Regions from separate parts of the Mus musculus genome. Here region 2 is linked to region 1. Evidence: chromatin contacts called from public Hi-C data. All regions are on one chromosome and are shown on one strand. Each heading gives the region's core, a stretch centred on a gene start, on an enhancer-like site or on the middle of the called end of the contact. The rest is flanking DNA. Distances are from core to core; before and after follow the strand shown.

Region 1 (4,990 bases), core at 1,495-3,994:
CAGACAGCCAAGATGCTGCAGAGATTCTCTCTACATGTCCAGTGCTAGCAGTGTGTGTGTGTGTGTGTGTGTGTGTGTGTGTGTGTGAGACGAATACTGGAAATTCAAACTCAGGACCTCAAGTTTATACAGTGAGCATTTAAGTAGGCCAGCATCCAGCATCCTGACCACAGTTTTTAATTGTATTTGTGTGTGTGTGTGTGTGTGTGTGTGTGTGTGTGTGTATACGTACTTTGGCACACATGTTTCATGGTGTGTGTGAAGGTCAAAGGACAATTTATGGGGGTCAATTTCTTTCCTTTCTTCTGGATCTTGGGATCACACTCAGGTCTTCTGTCTTAGTGGGAAGTCCTAGACCTGCTAAGCCCAGACTACAATTTTAAAAGAACATATCTAAGACAAAAGGCCTCTGGCAAATAATTTTGATAATACTTTATTACCACGTATCAACTTATATTACCTGATAACGATAATTTAGTAATTAAGAGGTAGACCTTTGATCTTTCTCTTAATACATAAAAATATTAAATGAGTTAATACATAAACAGAGACTTAGATCGTCAAAGCATCTTCAACAGGTTAATCTTCATCCTTCTACAAACCACACACCTCAAGATCCAGCATGCCTAGAGCACTAGCTACTCTTACAGTGCTGGGACAGAGCAACCGAGGAGAGGAAAAACTTCTTTGGGGCTCACGGTTTCACAGTGCAGGTACATCATGGAGAAAAGGCATGGCACACAGCCCAACCTGGGACAGTGCGTGCAGAGGGGTTGCAGTGGCTGTTCTCATCACATAAGACCAAAAGGAGGAACAGAACCAGAGGCAGATGCAGCCTTCAAAGGTTCATCCCAAGTGAATTACTTATGCCAAATAGGCCCTACAGCCTAAGAGTCCCTCAGTCTCAAATATCAATGCCATTAGCTGATCCAATGCTGTTGGATCCAACAGGCATCTAAGGCACAAACATGGTGGGAATACTTGAGATTCAAACCACAAAACCCAGCCACTAGGCATTCTCTGACTGCTGCTGTTTACACAACTGCAATGCCCTTCATCCAATGCATTTAACAAATGTTTATCTGGAAGGGGAAAAAAAAAAGGTTGAACAAAGAGAGGCGGGCTCTGTCTGTTGAAAAAGCACATTATGCAAATAAGCATGCAAATAGGGAAAATGTATCGCTGCTAATGGCAGGAAGGAGAAGCACCTGGTGAGTGAGGCAGGGGACTTGATCTTGAGCCTGAGAAGACAGGCTCTCCTGAGGAAGAAGCAACACAGCATCTGGTTTCTGTCAGGTCGAACCAGGTTTAAAAAAAAAAAAAAAAGTTTTCCAAGCAGGTGGATTAGGAGCAGCAAAGGTAAGCCAGTCGGATGACAGGACAGGACAGGACAACTGAAGCCAGTAGGAACAAGATGGAAGTGGCTCAGTGAGGACCCGCTCACACACAAGGCTGAGAGCCTGACTTCCCACTCCCAGAACCAGAAGAAAGTGGGCCATGGTCGTGTGGGCTTATAATCCCAGAGCTCCTGGCAGACAGAGTTGGGAGAATCCTGGAAGTGGGTGGGCCAGCTAGTGTGGTCTATGCAGCTGCAGGAAACCAGAACAGATCCTGCCTCAAACAGGGTGGAAGATGAAAACCAACACCAGAGGTTATCTTCTGGCTTCCGTACCCACTGTGGTGCACGCAAGTGCACACACACACCATAGATTTGACAACTTGAACATGTGCAAAGGTCCTGGGGTACTACAAAGTTAATAAGAGAATCCTAAGGAAGCCCATTTCTCTGTTTACAGAATTCTCCCTCCTCGCATATTTCTCAAATGTGGCATCCTCTGAGGAGCTACTGTTTCCCCCTCCCCAACTCCAATGTAAACTGATAGCCCTCATACCATTAGGACATTTCTTCCCCACGTCTGTTAGCACTTAACTCACTCGAAGACAATTATCTGTTTATACATCTGCCTCCCTCACCAGCAGGAGGGACACAACAAGCATCTTTCTAACTCTTGGTACGCGGTGCTAAGCAGGTTTACAACACTTGTGTATGAGTGAATGGATCTGGACAATCCGACCGTGCTCCCCACTCCACCCCCGCCCCCTGCACACCATGGCTAATCATTCTGCCTCACAAATGTACTTCTCTACTTTGAGAGTTGACTACCTTTTTTTTTGGGGGGGGGAGGGGGGGGATAAAGACTCAACTGTGCAGTAATAACTCAGTTAGAAAGCCCTTTCTCTGGCTGCCCTTAATGAATCATAAGGTGTTATTTACCACAGCCTCGGAACCATCTGCACAGACATTGTTAACACAATGTAATTCGTTTTATAAATATCACACAATTATCTAATTTTTTAAAGGCTCTGGCTGCTTTGAAAGGTGTTATTTTGGAAACAAGTCCTGGCCCATCCCAGGGAAATTCCCAAACCAGGATTGTAATTGCTAAGTATATCCACAGAAGCCCTGAGAGGCCGGACAGGAAGTATAAATCCCTGAGCTGTTGTGGACATTTCTGAGTGCTGCCAACACAACAGGAGAGGGATCACACGCACCCCTGTCCCACGTGTGGTCACCTGCCCTGTGTGCACTCGGATAATGATTCCAGAACACCACAAAGCCCAAAGTCGGTTTCCCTCCCTATTGTCAGCAGTCCCTCCCCTGCAGCTCCAGGACACTTGCCAGCCTGTGTGTGTCCCACAGTTGCAAGGATTAGGAACAGGGACATGCCTGTCCACTGGCCATTTCTGCTGAGACTTCCAAATGGAACAAGCTGTCTGTGGGTTTTCCTTACAGGGTGCCAGCAACCCCAGCCCTGACACTCCTCCCACCTCCCAGAGTAAACCCTCCCTTCTGGGACAGGAAAAACAATACAATCAAGATTAGGGTATTCCTGGAGCAACCCGACTCTCCAGCTCTCTGGCTATTTGATACAGGGCTGTTAGACAAGGCCCTGCCCCTCCTCAGTCTATCTTTACCTGCCATCTTTAGAGGATTACTGGGGAAGGGCTGGCAGTGGTCTGTAGTAATTTAACCCAGGCCTCCTGGAGCTGTTTATGAACAGATGTGAGCTAACATTCCCATACAGCCAGGCAGAGTCCTGGATTCCTGAGCAAAAGCAGTGTCCCTGAACAGTGTGCTGAGCCCCACTTTGTCTATCTACTGCAGTGGGGCAGGATGTGGGCGGCCTGGGAAAAGAGCCCTCATCAGCACAGTTCTGAGGCTGCCCTTTAATGCATGTCTGTCTGTCTGTCTGTCTGTCTGTCTGTCTGTCTCTGTGTCGGGGGGGGGGGGTGTAGGTGGAGGGAGAGGGAGGCGGAGAGAGAATCTGGCACACATGAGAGTTGGTACTTCATTACAGACTTCCTGTCTTTATCTCTAATAACTATAAAATCCCTTGGGAAGAAAGAAAGGGTGCTATGAAGTGCCACAGGAAGGGGTAGACACCACCAAGGAAAGGAAGGCAGGGCCAGGAAACAAGAAAGCCTGAGAAGGGGGGATGGGGGATGGTGAACAACTGCTCTGGGAGGGACAAACCCTGCACTGGCCTGACCTTCAGGGGAAGCTGCCTACCTGCCTGGTGTTTCCACTGGCCAACAATCCAGAGCTTAGGAGAGCACCCTGGACTGGGGGAGGTCAGACCGTGTTGGCTGGGGCCCACCCACCAGTCACCATTTGCTGGACTATAACCCACAGACCATCTTCAGAGGCTTCAAACACCCCACCTAGGGAAAAACACACCACTAGTGTAGAGTCTGTTACTGCTAAAAAAAACAAAAACAAAAACAAAAACAAAAAGCCCTTAGATTCCCTAGATTGGGTACTTTGCAAACAATGAAATTGGTTTCTTACATTTCTGGAGGCAAGTCCTAAATCAAAGAGCCACTGGACAGATGCCTCGTTGGGCTCGTGTTCCACAGATGGAACCTTCAACTTCACCCTGACCAGAGCTCATGTTCCATAGGACCAGGCACCCAGTAAGACAAAACAATGCCTCATTAGCAATGTGGGGTGCTCGACTGTGCACCCACCCAGCAGACATGAACTCCAGCAAAGGGCTGGGAGTCAGACTGCCACACCCTGTTCTGTACAGGGCAGGTATCAGGAACATTGTACACTGACAATTCCCCTTCCTCAGACAAGAGGCAGGAGAGAGAGCTCAGCTGGTCAAGTGCATTGCTATATAAGAACGAGAAGCTGAGTTTGAGCTCCAGCAACCACAGTGGGAAGAAAAGCCAGGCACTATGGGTATTCTAATCGCAGGACTGCAGAAGTAGGGACCAGAGACTCCATGGAACCTGCTGGCCAGCCAGCCTAGGGGAATCATTGAGTTCCAGGTCCTATGCGAGACTCTATCTCAAAATGTAAGATACGAAGCAATTGAAGAAGACATTCACTATCAACCTTTGATATATACACACACACAAAGACACACACCATAGACTAACACTAAGGGGCAAGGGGCTAAACTATTAGTTTCTAAAAGAAAGTTCATGCATTATATTATAACATATCTTAAAATCTAGAGTAGGGCACACTGCTGTAATTCCATTACTGGTAGAATGAGGCAGGAGGACTTCATGAGTTCATGGCTAGCCTGGGTTTTACAGTGAAACCCTGTCTTTGAAAAAAAAAGAAGGAGGAGGAAGAGGAGGAGGAGGAGGAGGAGGAGGAGGAGGAGGAGGAGGAGAAGAAGAAGAAGAAGAAGAAGAAGAAGAAGAAGAAGAAGAAGAAGAAGAAGAAGATGATGATGATGATGGCTGGAAAGATGGCTCATTGGTTAAGTGCACTCACTGTTCTTCCAGAGGTTGTGAGTTCAATTCTCAGCAACCTCATGGTGGCTCACAACCATCTGTACTGGGATTTGATGCCCTTTTCTGGTGTGTATGAAGATAGCTATAGTGTATTCATATATATATATATATATATATATATATATATCTTTTAAAAATTCAAAGTATACATCCAGAGACACACACACACAAAGAGAGA
Region 2 (4,990 bases), core at 1,189-3,688, 300 kb after region 1:
ACTAGAAACCACACAGTTGGCTTCTTGTAGCTACAGTAGTGATACTTATAATAAAATCCACATTTAGCATTGAGTACTGGCTTTATGTACCTCACACACATACATACATGCACACTTATGCATATGCACACATATATATGCTTACAAGCATGCATATATATGCATACATACACACATACACACATACAAACACACAGAGACATAAAGCATGCACATATACAAACACACATAGACATAAAATATGCACATATATGCACACAAGCATACATATATACAAACACATAGATGTGCATACACATATATTCATACAACCGGAGATTTAAATTCATTTTAAAGTAAGTAAGTTTCTCTTATGAAGTGAAAGGTGAGTGTTTCTTGTGGGTTTAAATGCTTGTCTGGAAAAGGATTCTTCCGTAGAACAGACAGGATGAGAAACTCAGGAAGCAGGTGGGAGGGAGATCCTGGAATCTTCATTATCCCACCAAGGAAGGCAAAGGCAAGTGGAGTCCTGCTCACTCTGCCTGGGGTTGGGAAGCAGATTTCAGATCGTTGGAGCCCAATGAGAGGAGCAGAGCCGGGAAAATCAGACACAGGAGATCAGAGGACTCTCCCACCAGCATCCCTGGGGGACTGAATTATGCCTGGAGCCAGGTGCAGGCCTGTAATTCCAGCCCTCTGAAAACAGAAGCAGGGATACTATGAGGAGTTCAAGACTGGCTTGGGATAGAGTGAAACACTGTATCAAAAACAAACAAACCAACAAGCAACGCCCCCTCCCCCAACAAAAACCAGAACCAAAAATATCCAAACAAAACCAAAACAACAGAGCCAGCCTAGAGAAGGAACCATGGAGACTAGTCAAAGGAATCTGAGGGAGAAGCCTTGTCCTACATAGTGAGGTTTTTAAAAGGCTGAAACTGTAAACAAAACACAGGGACCCAGAAAGGATGGGGAGGAAGGTTACACAACCTGAACCTGATTTGGAGCCACGTGCTTGGGGAAGGGGCGGGACTTTAAAGCATGCCCCAGGGGCAAAGAGTAAAGAAGCAGTGACAGACCTGCCCAGGCTTAGTTTAGGAAAAAGCAGAACAGCTCTGTCCTTGTGTTTGCCCAGTTTCAACAGTTCAGGAAAGGAACCTGAAGGTGCGAGCTGAGAAGTGGCCCCGAGTCTGCCCAACTTTGACTCTGAGTCCCTGTAGGACTGTGTCCTAGTGAGCAGACAGACTGACTCAGACAGAAGGACAGATTACAGGGCTCCTCAGTAAATTCCATAAATATTCGAGATTTTCATCCTACGCTGTGGTCACTGAAAATGTAAGTCTGAAATAGCATGGAGAACGACCATGCTCAGTGAAACTGTGTCTTGTTTTCAAATGGGCCTTCTCAAGCCGAGGCAAATGTCAAGTTTAATAAACCAACGCATAGATTCTCATGGCAGTCTCTATTCCAACGCATAGATTCTCATGGCAGTCTCTATTCCAACGCATAGATTCTCATGGCAGTCTCTATTTCTACTTTGAAACTCAAGATCTGCAGATTCTTCAGACATGCTATGTGTGTGTGTGTGTGTGTGTGTGTATCTGTGTGTATGCATGGTGTGTGTGTGTGTGTATGTGTGTGTGTGTGTGTGTGTGTGAGTGTCTGTGCATCTGTGTTTGTGTGTACATGGTGTAAGTGTATCCATGTGTGTAAATATTTGTATGTGTAAGTGTGTGTGTTCTAGGAGTGGCGCTGGGGATCGAACTCCGGACCTCATGCTTGCTGACAAGCACGTGTGAGACAAGAGTTGGACCAGTCCGTGGATATTGTTCCTCTCAACCTGTCTCCTTGCTTAGGATGTCAGGCTATGGTCAGCCTCTTGGTGGCCTTTCCCTCTTGACCCCAGCTGCTCCTGATCCCATACCCTCCGCCCACAAAACAGGAAGGAAACAGGAATTGGCTGCTCATCAATGGCCTCTCCCCCATTGTCCAGCAGGAAAATTGCCCAGTCACACACACCCTGCCTCCCTCCCTGCTTACACACCCCAGACTTGCCCTAGGTCATCTCTTGGCTACTCAGACACTCCTGGAAGGCCAGAGTCTGAGAAAAAGAACTTGCCCCTTTCTGTCACAGGGGTGAGAAGGACACAGACTAGCCTCTGTCACAGGATTTTACCTTTGTAGTTCCTCCAGTACCAACCACCTATATTTCCAAAGGTGCATTTCAGAACTTATCCCTGAATATCATTCCCACCCCCAGGTGCATTCTCAGGAGGAAAGACTGGCCAGAGGTTCCCCATTGACCCCACCCCCAAATGCTCCAGAACAGGACACTGTCAATCTCTCCTAACAAACAAGAACAACAACAACAAAACCAAAACAACAACAACAACAAGCTGTTTGAGGCCTGAGCAGGCCGGTTCTCATGACTGCCTTGGTGACTCATTCTTTTGTCCCTTGTGTTTCAGAATTTCTTTCTCAGAAATCCCCTTGATGTCATCCCTGTTTTCTTCCGCTTCCATTAGGCAGATCAAATGTCTTTTAAATATCAGCTTCCAACTGGGCCAAAACACCCGAAGGAACAGGAACAGTAGGAGGGGGAGGGACTGAGGTGTGTGTGTGTGTGTGTGTGTGTGTGTGTGTCTGTGTGTCTGTGTGTGTGTGTGTGTGTGATGTGTATGAGGAAAATCACAATTTGCATCTTAACTTTACTCAACTTACAAACATAAAGTAAAAACTGCACCATCACCTTCCTGCTAATTGCAGGACTCTCTTTTTGAGCCCTCAACTCCTCCTCCACCTCCCTCCTCTCTACAAGCCAATTAAAAAAAAAAAAGGAGGGGGGGGTGTGGTGGGGGGGTGTGGTGGTGGTGGGGGTGGTGGTAGGGGTGGTGGTGGTGGTGGTGGAGGTGGTGGGTGGGATAAAGACATCCAACTACTGAGAAACAAAGCTGATAGAGAGGGGTCAAAGATGAAGACCTCTCTCTACATCAGGGGACAAGAAAGCAAGGACAACATTCTTTTCTGTTCCCTAACTTTAAAGGATCCGCACGGTTCTTTCCCCTTCTCTCCTTGTGCACAGGACTGGCCTAACCAGCTGCCCAACCAGCTGTCATCTTTTACATAGATAAGAGGACCCCAAACACAAGGTGAACCTTTCTCCCTGCTAGTGTGTCAATGAAATGGAGCTGAGCTGGACCAATGATTGTGCACTGCTGAAGCAAGAGGATCAGAGTCATCCTGTGCCAGCCAAAACCACTTTCGAAAGTTGAGTTCCACAAACATTAGGTAGGGATGCTGGGGCCTTTATACCCACAAAAGTGATCCACAGAATAGAGGACGAATAGATCTAAGCATGACCAACTTCCAAGAAGATTTTGCGACTTTAGAAAGACGTGGGGGTTGTGAGACACATATGGATTGTGTAGTTGTTTTTTGGGGTTTTTTTTTTGGTGTTTTTTTTTTAAGTTATCATATCTTATTTATTTATTTGTGTGAGTATGCTTGTGCCTGGGGTTGAGGGGGGGGGGGAGGTTCTACACACATGCCACAGTCCACATGTAGAAATCAGAAGACAACTTTGGAGTGTCACGTCTCTTCCTCTGCCACGTGGTTCCAAGGATCCAACACAAGTCATTTGGCTTGGGAGCAAGTCCCTTTATATGCATGGAGCCACCTCATCTATTCTGATTAGTAATTTGCTAGTTTATTTATTTTGAGACATTATTTCCTATATCCAAGTTGGCCTTGAACTCACTGAGTATCCAAGGGTGATCTTGAACTTGGTACTCTTGATTCTACCACTGGAATGCTGAGACGACAGCTGTGCACAGCCCTGCATAGACTTTACATGGCACTGGGATTGAACCTAAGGCTTTGTGCGTGGTAGACAAGTACTTTGCCAGCTGAGCCTTAATGTCAGCAAGAGGCTCATTGCTGAATGATGAAGCTTGTGGTCTTCAACATCCCTTCTCAAGAACTTAGAGGACTCAGCTGGAAGGTTGCCTGACCCTCTGTCCCCAGGGAAAGCACTGGCAAACCTGGCTGGGAAGTTATCTGAAGAGACGCTTTAAGCTCTCAGTAGTTCACTGAGTGCCAGTTACCACCGGGCACAACGCCATGTTTCCATGCTGCCCCTGGTTTGTATTCATGAAGGAGGTCACATTCTCCTGTTGCTCACTGGCTTCCGTGACCTTGGATACATTTGCACATGATCTGGCTAGAGTCAAGTAAAGTAGTGAATCCATATAATGCCCAGAACCCGCCGACGTGAACTCTGAAAGCGAGCTTCTGCTATTGAGTCGCTCCCATCTTGGTGAAGATAATCCTGCAACTGTGCACACGAGCCTGAAGCTCTACATGAACATCCTGGACAGCTTCAGATAACATTTTCACGAAAGGTCGGCATATGGTTTGTGGATTGCATAATAAATAGATGGTTCTCAGACCTTAACTTGAGAAATATTGTTAAAGCATTCCATTAGGGGATAATCCTATTAAATTAGAGAATTTGACAGAAGGGGGATTTGTAAAGGAATGTAATGTTCCAAGGGACATTAAATGTCTGTAAAAACACTGAATATATCTGTAATAATAACTCCTTGAATTTGTGAGCCGTCTGTAAAAACATCGAGTGTTCAAATGTGCTGCTTTAAACACTGCACAATTATAAGTAAATTCTGCGGCCGACTGGAAATGAAGCACCTCTCTCTCTCTCTCTCTCTCTCTCTCTCTCTCTCTCTCCCTCCCTCCCTCCCACTCCCGCTTTCCCCATACCCCTCTCCTTCTCTCTGGACTAGCACAGAGAGTAATTGCATTAATTCTGTCTTTTGGTGGCTAAACCTAGGCATCTGCCATTTCCCCAGAATCTCCTCCGCCCCTAATGGGAGTGGGTATCACCCACAACACAAGCCTCCTCTGAAGCAAGGGCTTGCAAACACATTGATAATGAATTTCTGACATGTTTTTGCCTGCATTAGAAACATGTGTGCTTAACTAAGGCCATGCAGGG

What was found. Hi-C and Micro-C count contacts between places; a contact is called where the count stands out from the background.
Region 2: a Hi-C map of uterus shows a contact between it and region 1, with 3 times the contacts expected there. The contact joins two enhancer-like sites. A contact is called at or near these places in 6 of 484 Hi-C or Micro-C datasets (the AML12 cell line, myocytes, nephron progenitors and 3 more) and 5 of 115 datasets of contacts at active chromatin or transcription factors (craniofacial prominence, embryonic basal ganglia, embryonic forebrain and 2 more).

What each region holds. Positions count from the first base shown.
Region 1 is chr13:28,627,012-28,632,001 of GRCm38.p6, forward strand. All of the region lies in intron 5 of 2610307P16Rik (RIKEN cDNA 2610307P16 gene), which reads right to left. Among named protein-coding and RNA genes, the nearest start is that of Mir6368, 81 kb to the right of the region's middle. Within about 2 kb of position 2,745, at least 122 of the 459 cell types and tissues checked have an H3K27ac peak or open chromatin away from gene starts, as enhancers often do. A contact at or near this core is called in nephron progenitors and uterus, where this site is marked.
Region 2 is chr13:28,929,508-28,934,497 of GRCm38.p6, forward strand. No RefSeq gene overlaps it. Among named protein-coding and RNA genes, the nearest start is that of Gm46406, 13 kb to the right of the region's middle. Within about 2 kb of position 2,439, at least 71 of the 459 cell types and tissues checked have an H3K27ac peak or open chromatin away from gene starts, as enhancers often do. A contact at or near this core is called in nephron progenitors and uterus, where this site is marked.